Regions from separate parts of the Danio rerio genome. Here region 1 is linked to region 2. Evidence: chromatin contacts called from public Hi-C data. All regions are on one chromosome and are shown on one strand. The core of a region is the stretch at or near the end of the contact, and the rest is flanking DNA. Distances in the headings are between cores, read along the strand shown. Region 1 holds the start of dusp8a (dual specificity phosphatase 8a). Region 2 holds the start of kcnj11 (potassium inwardly rectifying channel subfamily J member 11).

Region 1 (6,020 bases), core at 3,251-5,750, 200 kb after region 2:
AGCTGACCAGGATCTACCAAATTGTGTAAATACAGTAATGGCAGCGAATAAATACCTAATGCGTACTCATATGGTTGTAATAAAAAAAAATAATAAAAAAATTAAAAATCACACGCAAATGGCTACAACAAGAGCGACTAATCTAAAATAATTGGATAGATGCAACTTTTAAGATCTATACTATTAAAATAAATCCATTCTGTAGAAGAAGAGACATGCAGTGTTGGTGGTCCTCCAGGAACGTAGTTGAGAAACACTGCACTAGAGCATTAACAACTGACACCAATGCCATCCAAATAAACACAAATTCACATTAAAACATAGAAACCAGTACAGTAAAACATCTAATTCTGACAGCATCTGATAGGATGAATATATGACAGCATGATCAACGTGCATTTTCTCAAACCATTACCATTATAAGAATCTTAGCAAGATCATCAGGCAATCGCTTGCAAACAACCCACATTTTCTGTACTCTGTAATTTTAGATTGGCTTCGAAGTGACAGGCATGACTGCAGGGGTTTGACAGCATGAGATTAGTGCATTTTACAGGGTCAGAGTAATGCATACTACTACTCTGAAATCTATCTATCTATCTATCTATCTATCTATCTATCTATCTATCTATCTATCTATCTATCTATCTATCTATCTATCTATCTATCTATCTATCTATCTATCTATCTATCTATCTATCTATCTATCTATCTATCATCTATCTATCTATCTATCTATCTATCTATCTATCTATCTATCTATCTATCTATCTGTCGTATTATTTAAATCTTTTAATGTCAATAAAAGAATAATAACATTCTAAGTAAATATATTATGTATGAAAGATTTAAAACATGTTGATTATTATTATCAACATTAGCAATCATAATTTGTTATCAATAATAATAATAATAATAATAATAATAATAATAATAATAATAATAGTAATAATAATAATAATAAATAGAATATTTTTTCTATCTATCTATCTATCTATCTATCTATCTATCTATCTATCTATCTATCTATCTATCTATCTATCTCTGAGCAATGAATAATGAGGATATTGCACTATTTATTGTATATCAATTGAATAATATAATAATAATAATAATAATTTACACAACAGAGAGTGTGTTTTAAAACGTCAGTATCTAACATTATTAATTGAAATATCAGTTATAAATCAGTGATTAATAATCAGTTATGGAGAGCATAATACAAAATATCTACCAAACATTTATATTATTTTAAAATTGTTTATAAACAATCAAAATAAATATAAATATAAAATTAAACACATGATTCTTTGTTAATTATTTATTACTATTACTTATTGTTATTACTACTATTACTTATTAATATTATTATACAACAAAATATTATTATATTCAGTATGTATTATTATTGTTATTATTGTTACAATTATTATTATTTTACAATAAAATATTATTATATTCAGTATGTATTATTATTATTTATTTATTTATTTATTATACAATAAAATATTATTTTCAGTATGTAGGTATTATTATTATTATTATTATTATTATTATTATTATTATTATTATTATTATTAATAAAAATATGATTGCTACTGTTGATAATAATGATCAAAATTTATAAAATTATACATTATTATATATCTATTTATTAGAATGCTATTATTCTTATATTTACATTCAAAGATTCAAATAATACAGAACATTTTTCAAGGCTTACTTTATTATTCTTTCAAGTTAATTACAAATAAAGATCAAAATAGATGCAAATATAAAATAAAAACATAATTATTTTAATGATTATTGTCTTCAATTTAATGTTCCATTATTACTAACAATATCAACAATAATATTTTAATTATTTTGGAAAATAGCACTTTATTATTATTATCATTATTATTTAGTAATTATTATATTGTTTATTAGGACTGCACAATATATAATTTCAGCATCGATATCGCAATGTGTGTATCCATAATAGTCACATCGCAAAGATATGCAATGGCCAGGTTGAATTGTAGCTGACCAGGAGCTACAGAATTGTATTTAATCACTGTATTTATACAGAATTTATATGATTTATCTAAAAAAAATCTTTTTTTTCTTAGAATTTCTTACTTTTGTTTTTAGTCCAAGTATCTACATTTCAAAGCAAAAACAAGTTTATTAAACTTACCCAACTGGCAGATCATATCCTTAAAATAATCTAAATTCTTTATTTCTTTTCGTTTATTTTTTCTGACGGTTAAACCTAACCAATAATTTAATTGCTCTAAGAATTCTTTTTGATATTTGGACTGGAAACAAGACAAAACAAAGTAAGAAAAGCATTTATTTACATTGTGATTATTCAATTTCTCTACCCGAATACTGTTCGACTACCCAGAAAACCATCAAATGGTGCTGTTCGAACTATCTTGTGAATCCATATTCATATCGCAATATTAATTGCAGAGAAACAAAATATTACAATATCAGATGTTTCCAAATCTTGGAGCCCTATTGTTTATTGTTAATATCATTTAATGGCCTAAAACACATAAATATAAATAAATATTTAACTTACTTATGATTATTTAATAGGAAAAAAAATACACGGAGTCGATAAACGATATTAAATTAAATCACGATAAAATTTTTGTAAATAACAATGATAAGCTCTGGACTTTTTTACTCTATATTGATCTAAATGCATCACTGTGGCGCAGTGGGTAGCACGATCGCCTCACAGCAAGAAGGTCGCTGATTCGAGCCCCGTCTGGGTCAGTTGGCGTTTCTGTGTTGAATTTGCATGTTCTCCCCATGTTCACAGGGGTTTCCTCCGGGTGCTTCTGTCTCCCCTACAGTCCAAAGACATGTGCTATAGATGAATTAGCAAAGCTAAATTGTCCATAGTGTATATGTGTGAATGTAAGGGTGTATGTTTCCCAGTGTTGGACTGCAGCTGGAAGGGCATCCGCTGAGTAAAAAAGTGTGCTGATTAGAGATGTACCGAAAATGTTGCTGTATTTGAAAAAATGCTATGTAATATGCTTCATTTAATGAACCCTCTAAATTTTTGTGGCTTCAGTTATTGTTGGGGTACTCTTTTAAATTTGAAAGCATTAACAGCTTATATCGAAATATATATTGTTCTTGTGCAATATGGATTTTTGCCATATCGCCCAGCCCTATTATAATGCATCATTCAAAGTTATACTTAATATACAAAACATGAGCATATGTAACATTTACTTAATTTACTACCAGCATTTTATGCTGCTATATTATTAATAGCAACAACAATATATTGTTAATATAGTTAATAATTGATTATAAAAATAAAATCAAATGTTTCTATTAATAGTTTACATATTTTTTTATTTAATTTTTTTTATTATGCAAGAAAGAACATTTACAAAGATACAATATGAACAAAGAGACAATAAATAAATACATAAATAAATTTCCAGCAAATTAAACAAGCTTAAATGATTTACAGAAAGAAAGAGTTTTATACGCAATAAAATTGTTAAAGTCTTTTACTTAGTTTACATATAAATCGATGTATTTTCTTAAAGTTAAAAAGTACCATTTCTTTGAAAGCTTACATTTAAAGGATGTAAAATTGCTAGAAAAAGCAATGAATTATTAATAAATTTGCAATGAGAAGGATCTAAGTTCAGAGAGTAACTAAAAAATACAATGTTTGGGGAAATACTAAAGTTGGAAATAAGAATTGTTTAAAAAAATTAGAAAAGTCAACCCAAAACACTTTACAGTAAGTGCATTTGCAAAATAAATGTTTTAGTGTTTAGTCATATTGAGTACAAAATGAGCATTTGTTTTGTATTTATTGGGTAGCAATTATGAATTAATTTGAGACTTCGACAGCTTTGTTAGACAAAATATTTTGGTTTAGCCTATATTTAGAGAAAGAAATATGATTGCTTGACGACGTTATTGATTCATTGCAAACAATGAATGTGTTACAAATGCAAGGAAATATAGACGGACATTTTGTTATATAAAAATGGATTTCCATGGAGTAAATAAATAAAACATTGCACAATCCTGATGCTAGGTATTCATGCAGACGACGAAATATAATAAAGATGCAACGAGACTGAATGTAAACATGACATGACAAGTCAGTAAGAATAAAAACAAACAAATACTACTATTAATCATTAAAACCAGTTATTCTACCGCATGGCACAACAATGACCATACTATCTTATTCAACGGCCGACTGACAATACATTACGAGCGCCCAGTCTGCTTTAAGATGTCATTGAGGCACATTGTTGCCCACATTCAGACACACGCGTACGTCCATCCCCAAAGCTACAGTCGCCATTCGACTATCAACAAATAAAGCCAAATGCAGTCCTAAATGTGAGAGCTCAAATATCAATACGCCCCTTTCTTTCATAGCCCGCACTCACCTCCGTTTGCCCCGATTCCGTGTATTTCAGCTGCTCTCCATGTAGGGCACTGTGCTCCGACGGGAAGCCATTCGCCAGCAGACGTCACAAGTGTATACTAATCATGAGTCTGGACGGGTACTGCTGTCACATGCAAATATAAGCATCAAAAGCCCGTCATTCTTCTATATCGCACGCGGGGCCAGCGAGTGACACCGTGGCGAATAAAGAGATAAGCTATAGTAGATATTAGCCAGACGAGGGGGGGGAACAGAAGGTGCACTTAGGCACTATAAATGAACTAAAGATGAGGTCATGGTTCAGGAGGGAAAAAATGCCGTTGACGTCACCTCCAGCCAATGGGAGCCCATGGCCCAGGGGGTTAGCTGACGTCAGCGCGCTGATCCGCAGATTAAAGGGACACTGAGGTTTTAAAGAGAGCTGCGCGTTGGGGCTAGTGCGCACTTTGTAGGTCACTCGCTGGACAGGCGCTTAAGCCTGTGCTGAATGTTTCCAGCCATTTTGTGTATTTTATACTAAAATAAATTACACAAATCACACGATCTGTGTTTCATTTTTACTCAGAATTAATACTACGTAATAGCTACATTTTATGACAATTTCAATTTTGTTGACTACATTTTATTCGTTTTAAAGTACGCTGAAGGTTTTACGCGGGCGTCCTCCTCTGGAGGAAAAGGAGAATCGACTGTTCTCGTTTTATTTATTTATTTTAAGTTACAGGGAAGGTCTGTCATCTAGCGGTAAAAAGTTGTATTACACAGTTTATTTAGCTGCTCATTAGCTTCCAGGTGATGGGTTGCTGGAAGGGCATACGCTACGTATAACATATGCTGAATAAGCATGGCGGTTCATTCCGCTGTGGCAACCCCAAATTAATAAAGGGATTAAGCCAAAAACAAGATGAATGAATGAATGCTGCTCATTAGTAAGTAACTTGGATTCATATGCCCATAATCAGTCAAGCTCAGGGGTGCCCAAGCTTTTTCTTATGAAGGGCCAAAAACCAAACTTGAATGAGGGCTGTCAGCCAAAGGTAAATATACCAAATGTATTACACTAAAGTTTCCATTGTTCTAATTTATTTCCTATTTAAAAAAAAGTATAAAATAAAAAGTATAAAATAACATATTATAGTATAACAATGGAGTTGTATGCTTAATACACTAAGCCTCGTCAAAGTCTTGATATTCATCTTTATCTGTCAAGTAACAGTATTTACTTTAAAAATATATTTATTTATTTACAAACAAAATACAAATCAAACATATCAAAGGTTACATTAAATTCAGTGATATAAAGTAACAAATTACAAATTCTCAAATTACTGTAATTAAGTAGTTTTTCTCAGGAATTGTAAATTACTAAGTAGTTTTTAAAATGTGTACTTTTACTTTCCCTTGAGTACATTTTGAGAGCAGTATTGGTACTTTTACTCCACTACTTTCCTTCAACTTGCAGTCACTACTTTATTTTTCCTGTCTATGGGGATTAGGAAAATCAGTCCTGTGATTCCTGTCCAATCAAATCGCTCAAAAAGGTAAATCTCATCATAATTATCTACCTGAAGACATGGGCGATTTAAAAATG
Region 2 (6,368 bases), core at 727-3,226:
CGGCTGCCAAACAAAAAACATAAAATTACGGTAAAATGTCTTAGTTGAAATAAAGTGCAAAAAATAATAAATATACAGATATTTTCATTAAAATGTTTACAGAAAAACACTGTTATTTTACAGACTTTTCCTAGATTATTATGATCAAATCCATTCAATAAAGGTATACACTAAGAGTTTTACAAAGAAACACTATTATACAGACTTCTCCTAGATTATTATGATCAAACATCATCAATAAAGTGACTGCACTAAAAGTTCAAGAGAAAACAATGTTACTTAAAAGACTTTTCCCTGAATCATTACGATTAAACACCTTTAATAACATGCCAAGACATGCTCATGATCGTAATTTAACAGTTTTAATTTGGATCAAAAATTTTTGGAAAAAACAACAAACGAGATACAACGGATTAAAATTCTCACAACTTTAAAATTACAGTTGTTACATTTTATTAAATAGTGTTTATGTAAAACATGTAGAGGTTTTAGTTATATGGAATAATTCAGTTACAGATCTTAAATGAAATGGAACTGTAACATGAAGGGGACGCTGAGTGCAGGGGACAAATGAGTGCAGATCCAAAGGCAAGCAACAGTCAACACAGGAGTAACAGATGTAACATTTTGCAGGGAATCCAGAGTCATGATCAAATAACAGGCAAATGGTCAGTCCCGCAGCAAACAACATAAACAATTAACAAGCAAAGCAAGGCAAGGCAAGGCAAAAGAAGAGAAACGCGTCATAATGTTCACAGTAGCAGCATAACAAGACTAAGCAATTGGTGCGTGCGTCTGTGCTGCTTTTAAAGTGCATGTAATCAGTTCATAATGATCCTCCGACTGTGTGTGTGCAATCAGCGGAATCTGAAACAGGTGTATGTGAGCACTCTTAGTGTGTTACTTTATTAAATGGATTTGATCATAATAATCTAGGAAAAGTCTGTAAAATAACAGTGTTTCTCTGTAAACCTTTTAATGAAAATATCTGTTGATTTATTATTTTTTGCACTTTTTTCAACAAAGAAATTTTACCTTAATTTTATGGTTTTTGTTTGGCAGCAGCAGCTGCCAGTCATTTGACCTTTTTTTTACTTTTTTTTTTTTTTTTTTTTTACAGAGCAAGTAATTACAATTTATTACTTTCATTTTACTTAATGTTAAATGTACTTAAAAACATGAAAAAACATTGTAAATAATATGTCAATGTTTTTGTAAAAAACAGACAAATTGCTGTAATTTGTCATTACTTATATAGTACATAAAATAACAGTCAAGCCGTTAATTTACAGAAAATGTTTGTGATTTTTACGAACTTTTGAAAATAATTTAAAATAACAGAATACTGTATAAATAATACTGTAATTTCCCTGTATAAAAAAACACAAATGTCAGTAATTTGTCTTTAATAATAAAGTACCTAAAATGAAAGTCAAACGGTTAATTTAGAGAGATTGGTTGTTATTTTACTAAGTTTTGAATATAATGTGAAATGACAAAAAAAATACAGTAAAAAATTTAAGGATATTTTCTGTAAAATTAGTTTTTTTTTAACAGTGTAGGGAAAGAGATATCTACAAACGCTTTTTGCTGTAATGAGCAGGCTAAATCATCAATGACTATAGTACAGATAGTAATGCAGCCCTCACTGTCATGGGTATAGTGGTCTGTACAGAACATGTCTTTTAATTATTGACGCAGAGCGGTTTTTTGTGGTAAAGTTCGCGTTTTGCACGCATGCCCTGTGTCTGCTCTGTGCAGCGCAGTCACATCTGAGGATGTGTGAGAAAATATCCGGTTGCAATTGACAGGCAGCGGCAGCCGGTGAACTAAAAGCGGCGCCTTCCCACGGGACCTCCTCACCTCTAGTGAGCGAGTGCGCGCGCAGCGCCAGGACGGACACGCGGAAAGTGCGCAAAAGCTGTGCCATGTTACAACTTAGCAGCGCGCCAGCGAAACAGTAGCATGGACCAGCAATGTTGTCCAGAAAAGGACTCATTCCCGAGGATTATTTGTTGACTCGGTTGGCGGAGGATGTGTTACAGCCAAAATTCAAGACTAAACAGCGGAAAGCGCGATTCGTCGCCAAAAACGGAACGTGCAACGTCGCGCACACGAACATTCGCGAACAGGGACGGTTTCTACAGGACGTGTTCACCACTTTGGTGGATCTGAAATGGCTTCATACTCTGGTGATCTTCACCATGTCCTTCCTGTGCAGTTGGCTTTTGTTCGGGATGATCTGGTGGCTGATCGCCTTCGCGCACGGAGACCTGGATTTGAAAGGCGAGGACTTTGTGCCGTGCGTAACGGACATCCACTCGTTCTCCTCCGCCTTTCTGTTCTCCATCGAGGTGCAGGTGACCATCGGCTTCGGAGGACGGATGATCACGGAGGAATGCGTTTCGGCCATCGTCATACTTATTCTTCAGAACATAGTGGGTCTTGTGATAAACGCCATCATGTTAGGATGCATCTTCATGAAAACGGCGCAAGCAAACCGGCGAGCGGAAACGCTCATCTTCAGCAAACACGCGGTGATAACTGTCCGAAACAACAAGCTGTGCTTCATGTTTCGCCTTGGTGACCTGAGGAAGAGCATGATTATCAGTGCCACCGTCCACATGCAGGTGGTAAGAAAGACCGTCACCAGCGAAGGCGAGATGGTGCCTTTGGACCAGATAGACATCCAGATGGACAACCCGGTGGGAACCAACAGCATCTTTCTGGTGTCCCCCCTCATCATCAGTCACACCATTGACAAAAACAGCCCTCTGTATGATCTGTCCGCGGACGATTTACTGCATGAGGACATCGAGGTGATTGTCGTCCTGGAAGGGGTCGTGGAGACCACCGGCATCACCACTCAAGCGAGGACCTCTTACCTGTCCGAGGAGATTTTATGGGGTCATAGGTTTGTGCCTACGGTGTCTGAGGAGGACGGGATGTATGCTGTGGACTACTCGAAGTTTGGAAACACGGTTAAAGTGGCGACGCCGAACAGCAGTGCGCGGACTCTCGAGGAAGCGGGAGGGATGGAGAGGTTCAAACTGCAGGAGACCAGCGGCGCATGCGCAGCAGTGAGGAGAAGAGTCAAACACCCAAACACCAAAGAAATGTGACTTGCTTCTATCATTATCCTCCTGAGACACGACAAAAGTTTTTTTTAAATATAGATTTTTTTTTTCAAATAATAAATCTCCGCAATTTGATATATTAAACATGTTTAATGTAAATCAGAGATCGATTTATATTGTCTTAAAATTAATAAAAAATTAAATGATCAATTATATCAGGTTTGATTCGCATTTTGGCGATCAAATACAATCAATGTACACGTGCTTTTACATACAGAACATTTTAAATACACATGTTTATTTTCATGTTTTAAAAATGATGTGGAAATTAAATGTCAAATATGAGTGAATCTTCCAACATCACTCAGACTAATAGATATATTTATGTAAAAAGAAAACTATAAGCAACATATGCTATAAATGCATACATAAAAGAAGGTGATCATGCTAACGTTTATTACGCTTAAAATTATTAAAAACGTTTTGTTGAAAAAAAAAATCTGAATGATTTAAAATAATTATTTTCATGGGGGGGGGGGGGGGGGGGGGGCACTATGACCTTTTTTATGTGTCATTAAACGATTCTTCTAAAAATGTGCCTGACAATTATTGTTATTTTTTTAATAAACTTTTATTCTAGTCAATATTATTTGTATTACTTTTTTCCTCAGAAAAATACATTTAAAAAAAGGACACTATCTGTATTATGTTTATTGTTTTGATGACAGAAAATTCATTTTCGTCTTTCTCTCATTTAAGATGCATTATTAAAATCATTTATTATTGATATCAACAAAACCGACATGTCCACTACTGTGGCCAAATAAATAAGCAGATCTCAGGAGGTAATGGGGAAATACTATGTTTGTATGTATAAACACTAGAGCATTATTATAGAGAGATTGTTGGCTATATTTTACTGTTGAAAACGTTTTTTTCTTCATAAAAAGATCTCTTAGTGAGGCTATGCTCGTTTGATTAAAGCTCTCAGGGTATTGAATAACTGCATATGCAATGGAAATGCGCATGATGTTTAATAAAATGAATATTTTATGCTTGCCTTATTATATAAAGCAGCCTGTTTATTAGTACTGCTCATGTTTTAGATGTGTGCCACATATTAACATTTTATAAATAGCAATGGGCTTTGCTATGGTTTTCACATGGGTGGTTTTCCTACAGTCTAACTTGGTTTATTTTATGATAATACATTTTGGTGCTCCGGATGCTGCTAAGAATTTAATTAGCACGTGTCAACGTTGCTTGGCAACCGTCTTAGTCAGGTTAATTAATATTCATGAGCCAAGTTAGGCTCGTTTGAGGTGCGCCTCGCCTTGACTGCAATGTAAACGAGAGCAGGTGGCTGCAGTAAGAGGAGGGCTCAAAAATTACACCAGAAGTCAAGTCGGACACTTCCCGAATCTCGCTGTTTTGCCACCTGGAAATGTCACCAGTGACGGAGATTGCACTAACGTTTTTTATCGTAGACGAATGACCTCATGAAAAAATACTATGGTGATTTATAGTAAATATTATAGTGTTTTTGAACGTTTTTTCAGTATTGGGTTATGTTTATTGTTGCGATACCAGAGCAACTATAGAATTTAAATAGGCTTTTTTGATTCATGCATTCGTTTTCTTGTCGGCTTAGTCCCTTTATTAATCCGGGGTCGCCACAGCGGAATGAACCGCCAACTTATCCAGCAACTTTTTACGCAGCGGATGCCCTTCCAGCCGCAACCCATCTCTGGGAAACATTCACACACACATTCACACACTACGGATAATTTAGCATACCCAATTCACCTGTACCGCATGTCTTTGGACTGTGGGGGAAACCGGAGCACCCGGAGGAAACCCACGCGAACGCTGGGAGAACATGCAAACTCCACACAGAAACGCCAACTGAGCCGAGGCTCGAACCAGCGACCCAGCCACCTTCTTGCTGTGAGGCGACAGCACTACTGCGTCACTACTAGCTTCGGCCCGGCTATTAATATGGCTCAAAACACTTCAGTATTCCTATAATTTACTGTAGTAGCTATTATTTAATGTGGCAGTGGATGCAATTGAAATATCTCAGTTTTTACAAAAAGATGGTCACAATCACAGTAGATGAGCAGCTCATTGCTTAAAAGGGTGTATTTAAAATATAAATTTGTATATTTAACAAATGTTAAAAGAATGACTAAATAAACAGCTTATACAGCAAGAAAGCTTTCAAGAAGTCTCATTTGGCTACATTTTAAAAATAGCTATAGCAAGATGCTTTTGAGTGACAGGTCATGACAAATGTTTGTTTGACATAAAGAAATTCTTAAAGGGGTTTTGTTATATTGACATGCTTATCAGGCCTTTATAAACTCCAGCCAGACTAAAATAAACAGCCTAAGAGTTTCTCCAAAAAAAAAAAAAATGCAACTGTAGGAAAGACTGTGAAAATGTTCTTGGTCTATTAAACATGACTTTTGACTACACGTGTGTGTGTGTGTGTGTGTGTGTTTTGTTTACTACACCACTTTCACTTTTCATATGAAACCACACAAAGATGAGGCATAATGGCAAAGCAGTCTGATTACCTTTGTATGTATATGCATGTATGTGTGAATTGGATTGACTTTCAATAAATAAATGCATAAAAATTACAATACAAAATTCACACAAACATACAAAAAAATGAAAACGACAACAAACAGGACTTTAAACTGAGAGAGAAATATAATACACATGCACATACTAGTAACATTTAGTTATATTAGATAGGTCACGTTGTTTTTACAAATATGTGTTTTGTTTTTGTTTACGTGTAAATTTAAAAAAATAACTATATGTAATACTCTTTTTTTATTATTAGCAACGAAAATACAAAAAAGGTAGGCTATTCAACAAAGCCAAGTATAAACCTTAGTAAAAACAAGAAAAAGAATAAGGTGTAATTTATCAGTCTCATCCAATAAGTGTGTCTTCAGCCAGTCGTTTCCCATCATGCTTTTTGCGAGCACAGTCTTTGGAGAGCAACCGCTGCCGACTGCTCAATCCGAGGCACCCGCCTCACCGTCGCGAGTTTTTAGACGCACGTCAGTGACATCAGAGCGAGGCGAAAGCAACGCGGACGCATTTTTAACCGGCATGCATCTTGCGGTAATAACTGGTGATCGGTTCTGTGCAGATTTTGGCCTAAACGAGTCTAATGCTCAAATAAGTAAACAAACGCCGTGCATCACAGCTATTTCACTGAGAAAGGCTGCCATCGTGTGGTCATGCAAAGTAGTGCTGAAATTTCTGCTGTTG

What was found. Hi-C and Micro-C count contacts between places; a contact is called where the count stands out from the background.
Region 1: a contact with region 2 is called in a Hi-C map of embryo, with 2.6 times the contacts expected there. The contact joins the promoter of dusp8a here to the promoter of kcnj11 in region 2. A contact is called at or near these places in 2 of 18 Hi-C or Micro-C datasets (caudal fin and embryo).

The regions. Positions count from the first base shown.
Region 1 is chr25:24,253,962-24,259,981 of GRCz12tu, forward strand. It overlaps dusp8a (dual specificity phosphatase 8a), which reads right to left and starts at 4,501. Exons shown (of 7, transcript NM_200880.1): 1 at 4,431-4,501.
Region 2 is chr25:24,059,179-24,065,546 of GRCz12tu, forward strand. kcnj11 (potassium inwardly rectifying channel subfamily J member 11) reads left to right here and starts at 1,977. Exons shown (of 1, transcript NM_001039827.1): 1 at 1,977-3,122. The coding sequence starts at 1,977. The coding sequence ends at 3,122.